Linked DNA regions of Sus scrofa: region 2 is linked to region 1. A link is a contact called in public promoter capture Hi-C data. All regions are on one chromosome and are shown on one strand. The core of a region is the stretch at or near the end of the contact, and the rest is flanking DNA. Distances in the headings are between cores, read along the strand shown.

What was found. Promoter capture Hi-C pulls out the DNA fragments that hold promoters and counts their contacts.
Region 2: a promoter capture Hi-C map of liver shows a contact between it and region 1, with 2.3 times the contacts expected there. The contact joins the promoter of HYOU1 here to the promoter of CCDC84 in region 1. A contact is called at or near these places in 3 of 5 promoter capture datasets (fetal liver and liver), 8 of 47 Hi-C or Micro-C datasets (alveolar macrophages, heart right ventricle, liver and 2 more) and 2 of 2 datasets of contacts at active chromatin or transcription factors (alveolar macrophages and skeletal muscle).

The regions. Positions count from the first base shown.
Region 1 is chr9:46,228,731-46,231,836 of Sscrofa11.1, reverse strand. It overlaps CCDC84 (coiled-coil domain containing 84), which reads right to left and starts at 1,427. Exons shown (of 11, transcript NM_001244396.1): 1 at 1,270-1,427; 2 at 974-1,137; 3 at 452-550. The coding sequence starts at 1,389.
Region 2 is chr9:46,275,488-46,278,593 of Sscrofa11.1, reverse strand. HYOU1 (hypoxia up-regulated protein 1) reads left to right here and starts at 1,538. Exons shown (of 25, transcript XM_021062954.1): 1 at 1,538-1,647; 2 at 2,607-2,704; 3 at 2,910-3,003. The coding sequence starts at 2,614.

The DNA of each region.
Region 1 (3,106 bases), core at 178-2,677:
CGTTTCTCCTTTCCCAACCCCTGCACATTACAAAGATCTTCCCCACACCCTTTTCTGACTTTATTTTTTGATCTATGAGGTTGCAACAAACTAGGTGTTTTTAGAATAAAGGAGAATGGAAAAAAGGAAGAAAATAGCCTCTTCTGTTCCTAAAGGACCTTAGTAGTCTCTCTGTCACACATTAAGTAATTGCTTACTGCCAACTTTCATTACATGCTGTTCTCTATTGGCTCAATACACTAAATCCCATGCCCTAACTAGATTATAAACCTTTCAAGGACTCTGTCATAGTTTTTTTGTGTCCAAAATAGTGCCTAGAATGAGTGCTACGAAGAAAATGGATACTAATGAGGTCCACCATACTTCTAATGAATAGACGAAGCTCCAGTACCTAACACAGACCCAGAAAATCCACACTCTGCCACTTAATCATTCATAACCAGGGACTTACCGTGCATAATCCTGGGGGGAGATCAGAAACTTCTCTTTCATCTGGAACTCAGCCTTGTTCTCCCACCAGAATTTGTTGGTTGCTTTCTTGTGCTCTGGGCTGAGGTTGGAGAGGATAAGTAATCTCAATGAGAGATTAAAGAATATTACTCAGATATATAGGCATTAAATAAATAATGCAAATTGACGTCTGGGTTTCTGCCTCTGGGCAAGGCTGAGAGATGTATGCTGTTAGTAGTCTCTTCCAGCATCTCCAGTCTCCTCCCAATAAAAATGGAAGAATCTGAGAGGAAGTGATGGGCAGCAACCTTGTCTGAGGCAGCTGCTCAGCTGGCTTTCGAGCTAGACCTCCAACACCACTGGGACCATGGCAGCCATAAACTTGCTACCCTTGATGCCTATAAGAGGATTCAATTATCTACCCTGATCAAATCACAAAAGCGTTCTTCCTCTCACCCACCCCAAACCCTCCCTTCCACAAGTGTGCTCGATTTTGTTATGCGGCTCCTGACACGGCGCTCACCTGGCCAGATGCTCCAGGAGCCCCCCGTGCAGCACGGTCAGGTTTCCGTGGCTCAGGTGTTTCCGCACCTCACAACTGCAGCACAGGCACCAGCAGCTGCGCTCGTGCTCGGGCACGTAACGCTCCACCTGAGCGGCGCGGATCGCCTTGCGGGCAGCCTCTACCTGTGGCAGAAAGGGGGAGAGGCTAAGTGGAACCCCGGCGGGACTTTCAGATCCCAAGCCCTCCGGCCCTCCCTGCTCGCTCGCATCCCCGCCCCCGGGCTTCCATGGTCCCCTCCGGCCTCCTGTCCGCACCTGCGGCAAGAGCCGCTCCAAAGCCACCTTCAGCTGCCGCTGGTGCTTGCGGCTGTAGACGTGCCCGCGACCGCAGAAGAAAGTCTGGCGGCAAAGAGGGCAGCGCTGCGCCGGCGCCATCGGCGCGGGACTCGGGATCCGCGATGCGGAGCTGCTCCTTTGCCGTCCGGTGACCTCTGACCTCTAGGGGGCGGGGCGAACCCATCTGCCCCCAGTGGAGGGCAGGCGCCACTGCAAGCCCTTCTGCGGCTGCGCGGGTTTTCTCCTGGCTGCCTCACGGCGCGCAAACCCAGCCAGTCGTCTAGTCACCTAGTGCTGTGTGTTCGGATGAGGTGGTCGATTTCGCTTGTGCAGATGCGGGGAAAGAGCGCGCAGGTTGGGACACAGACAAGGACCAATACAGACAATGTAACAATCATAACTAGTGTTTAATAGGGTGCTCAGTGTGTGTCCAAAGCTTTTGTTAACTACCTCACGTAGGAGGACCCTTCGTGGCTCAGCGGGTAATGAACCTGACTAGGATCCATGAGGACGCGGGTTCCATCCCTGGCCTTGCTCAACGGGTTAAGGATCCGGTTGGCGTGAGGTGTGATGTAGGTGGCAGACACGGCTCGGATCCTGTAGGCTAACAGCTACAGCTCTGATTGGACCCCCTAGCCTGGGAACTTCCATATGCTAAAGCAAAAAAATTGCAAACCCCCCCAAAAAACTACCTCATGTAATCCTCAGAATAACCCAATGGGATGACTATCCTTACTGGCATTTTGCAAGCAGGAAACTGAGGCGTGAAGGAGGAAGTAATTCTATGGAAGGTTGCACAGGTGTAAAGTGGCAGAGGCAGTACCAGCTGGCTGTTGGGAACACAAACTGAAGGCCTAATCTGAGACCTAATCACACTCATACCACCATGGGGTGTTCTGAGCATTGCTCCTGTAAAGATGTAATGGCAAAGCCAAAAAGGTTGCAGAATCATTGCTAAGAGAAGACATTTTTAATCTGTAAACATGCTCGGAGTTTCCTTATAGCACAGCAAGTTAAGGACCCAGAGTTCTGGTCTCTACTGTGGTGCAGCTTCAATCCTTGACCTGGGAACTTCCGCCTGCCCAGGGTGCAGTAAAAGGAACCCAAAAAACAAAAAACGGTAAACCTGCTAATCTAGAGGAATTTTACTAATTCTTCATAAGCCACTTCTCCCAGAGTCAACTGCCTTCCTATCTCCTTTCAGACCTAAGGTAAATTGCTCCTTCACAGGGCTAAAATCCCCAGACTATCATCTCTACCCTAGAGCTCCCTCCAAAAAAAAGACTGGGTCCTAGCCCAGACCTTACTTGAAAGATGAGCAAATAAAGCTGGTATGGTGTCCCTAGCTTTCCTTAGATTTGTTAACGGTGGAGTTCTCTGGTGGCTCAGTGGATTAAGGATCTAGTGTTGTCACTGCTGTGGCTGGAGTCACTGCTGTGGTGCAGGTTCAATCTCTGGCCTAGGATCTTATGCCTTTTTTTTGGCTGCCAAAAAAAAAAAAAAGATTTGTTGCTGGTGCTGGTGCATTAACCTGGATGGGTTACAATGTCTGTGGGTGTATACAGTCAACTACATAATTCAGACCCAGAAAGTAGTCAGACTCCCCTTCAGGTCTTGACTTCCTGTTGAAGCTTCCCTTTACACTCAGGCCTCTACCATATGTGATCCATTTTCCGTTTTTGTTTGTTTGTTTGGTTGGTTGGTTGGTTTTTTTTGTTTTTTGTTTTTTTTTTAGGGCTGTACCAGTGGCATATGGAGGTTCCCAGGCTAGGGGTTGATTTGGAACTGCAGCTGCTGGCCTACACCACAGCCACAG
Region 2 (3,106 bases), core at 289-2,788, 47 kb before region 1:
ACCTGAGGACTAAACTATTCTTTTTTTTTTTTCTTTTTTTTCTTTTTTAAGGCTGTTCCCTCAGCATACGGAGGATCCCAGGCTAGGGGTCTATTCAGAGCTACAGCTGCCGGCCAACGCCACAGCCACATCAACTCCAGATCCAGGCCTCATCTGCCACCCACACCACAGCTCACGGCAACACCAGATCCTTAACCCACTGAGCAAGGCCAGGGATCGAACCCACAACCTCATGGTTCCTAGTCAGATTTACTTCCACTGGTCCACTATGGGAACTCCCCTGAACTATTCTTAAAGGGAAGAAAAATAGACCTCTCCCTGGTACTGAAAGATTTATCTTCTAAGCGTAGAATCCTCTGGAGTTTCCTTGCAGAGCAGTGTTAAGGATCCAACATTGTTACTGTAGCAGCTCAGGTTAGTGCTGGGGCTTGAGTTCAATCCCTGGCCAGGGAACTTCACACGCTGCCAGAGTGGCCAAATAAGAAGAAGAAGAGACACAGAAATTTAATTCTCTCTCCCTAATCAACAAGAAAAATGTAGGGAAAGGAACAGATAAGGGTTTCTTAACCTAACCCTAGCTGTCACTGCCAGGGCCTTCATGAGAACCTTTTATGAAAGGAGGCCAGACATCAATTTTGTGAGAGGAGAGAAGCAAACGATATTCACATTAAAGAAAAGTATGCTCATCTCAATAAAACTGGGAAAAGAAAATAAAGTGCGCTCTTCAAGGACCAAATACATTTCTATGGGTCGGTAAAGGACAGAGAGGAGTGAGGAGCGTTGATAATTGCCGAGGTGCTTTGATTCGAAGGAGAAAAAAAGGGATGTGCACAAGTTTAATTGAAGAAAAACAGGAGGTGGTGTATCTGTGCTTAACCAATTACAAGTAAAATTATTTTGTGTATAGCGTTTTGCAGTTTGGAATATTCTTTCTCATACAAATTAGAAAAGAGTTTAGGCCAAATTCGGCCACTAAGACAAGCATTATCTCCGACCCATCAGCGAGCATCTGTTTTGGTGGTTTTACTTTCCTCAAAAAAACGAAAAGAAAATCAACTATGATGGAAAAATAAAAACCACATTTTAAAAAAATAAACGAAGGGAGGTCGGGGTGGTCTACGCCCGAAGCGCAGCGGTTCTCTGATTTCCAGCCAAAGCCTAGGGCAGTTCAATACCGACCAGCTAGAGAGCGCCTCTTCCGCTTGGCTGCGGAGGGGATGCGGGTCACTCCCGCTCCTCCGCCGGGGTTCCCAGGTAACCGACCGGAAGAGAGGGCCAAGTGCGGGCCCATCTTTGCGCCCACTTGCTCCAGGTACCGGTTACCCGCGACCCGGGCAGTCAGACGTCCAGCGAGGCAGCCGGAAAGGTCCCGCGATCGCACCAGGACCGACGCTGAGCCGTATGACGTGGGCCAATCGGAAGCCGGCGTCGGCGGTTTTCTTCCAACTGGTTGACTGGCCCCTTCGCTGCCTCCCCGGCAGGGGCTGGAGACGGAGGAGGGGGCGGGCCTAGGACGTGGCCCAATGGGAGCGCGCGCCGGGGCGGCAGGGGGAAGGACAGGGCGTGCTGCGCAGGGCCGGGCGGCGGAGGCTCCAATGAGCGCACGCCGCGTCCCGGGCCGGCTGGTGCGCGAGACGCCGCCGAGAGGTGGGTGGCTAATGTAACAGTTTGCAAACCGAGGGGAGTTGTGAAGGGCGCGGGCTTGAGGGGTGCTCTGCCAGCCTCGTGGGTCCGTCCGCCAGTGCGTCTGTCCCAGAGCTGGGGCCATAGGAGCGGAGGCAGAAGGTAGAGGGGGTGGGGATGGCGATGGGGACCGACCACCCCTTCTAGGGGAGGTAACGTGCTAGCTCCGGGGGCGGGTCGGTAGCGGGAGTGAGGGCCGCGCGGACGCCGGTGAGCTTGGCCCCGCAGCTCGGTCCTCGGGCCGCCCACACACCTTAGGGGTGGGCTAGGGACGGTTTCCGGGAGTGAGAGCCACCGCCTTCGGCAGGTGAACTCGGGGGACTCGGTACCCGTCCGTCCCGGACTCTTACCGTTCCAGACTCAGCGTCTGTGTAGGCAGCTGGGCCCGGGATGGGATGAAGAAGGGGGACAGGCCGGACAACCCGAAGGGATGCTGATGAGACAGGCCCTTCTTCCATCTCCTCCTCCCCCAACGTCACCATCTCTCAGTTCCTGTCCAGGCCCGACCTGGCTTTCCCCGCCAGCGGAGGGCCCCCAGGTGTGGGAAGGTAGTTGAGCCCTGGGCCGGGATCTCTGGCCGCCCCCCAGGTGTCTGACATCAGGGACAGTGCTAGAATGCGCTGGTTGCCGTGGGCGGAAGGCCCTGGTTTTCTTCCTCCTGCTCTGTTACCTTCCCTGTTTAGGGATGTAGTGGCTTTAGCTCAGGACTCATGTCATTTCACCTGGGCCTTTGTGTGGGTACTTCTGAGGACGATGAGAGTGCTTGTTTCTCACTAGGAAGGAGGGGAAGGGATGTAGACTGCCCTGCCCTGGGTGAGGATGGAGGAGGTAGGAATTTTAAAGCTTCTCTGTTCTGGATGAGGTTCTGCCTCCTTACTCAGGGCATCCAGTTAGTTACAGGTGTTGTTTTTCTCCTCCCCCAGGGACGCAATGGCAGCCATGGTCAGGAGGCAGAGGCCGAGGAGGCTAGCCTGTTGGGCCTTGATGGCTGTGCTCTTGGCAGACCTGCTGGCGCTGAGTGGTGTGTACCCCAACAGAGGCATCCAAAGAGACATAAATGAGTGAAGGATGAGTGATGTGTGGTGGGAAGCCTCTGCAGTCTTGAGCTGCTGGACCCACACCTTTGTCTTTCTCTGTCCTACCTTCTCCATGGAAGGTGCTTTAATGAGCAGGCCCTCAGGAAGATGGGGAAAGGGGGCTAATTGACAAATCTGTTTCCCCTTCAGACACACTGGCAGTGATGTCCGTGGACCTGGGCAGCGAGTCCATGAAGGTGGCCATTGTCAAACCTGGAGTGCCTATGGAGATTGTCTTGAACAAGTGAGGGCAGCCCCAGTGTTGGGTGGGGAAAGAGGGAGTCTGGACCCCAAGCTGCCATGTATTCTTTCTGGTGCCCTCAACAGGCCTTGGTGTCTGCATGATT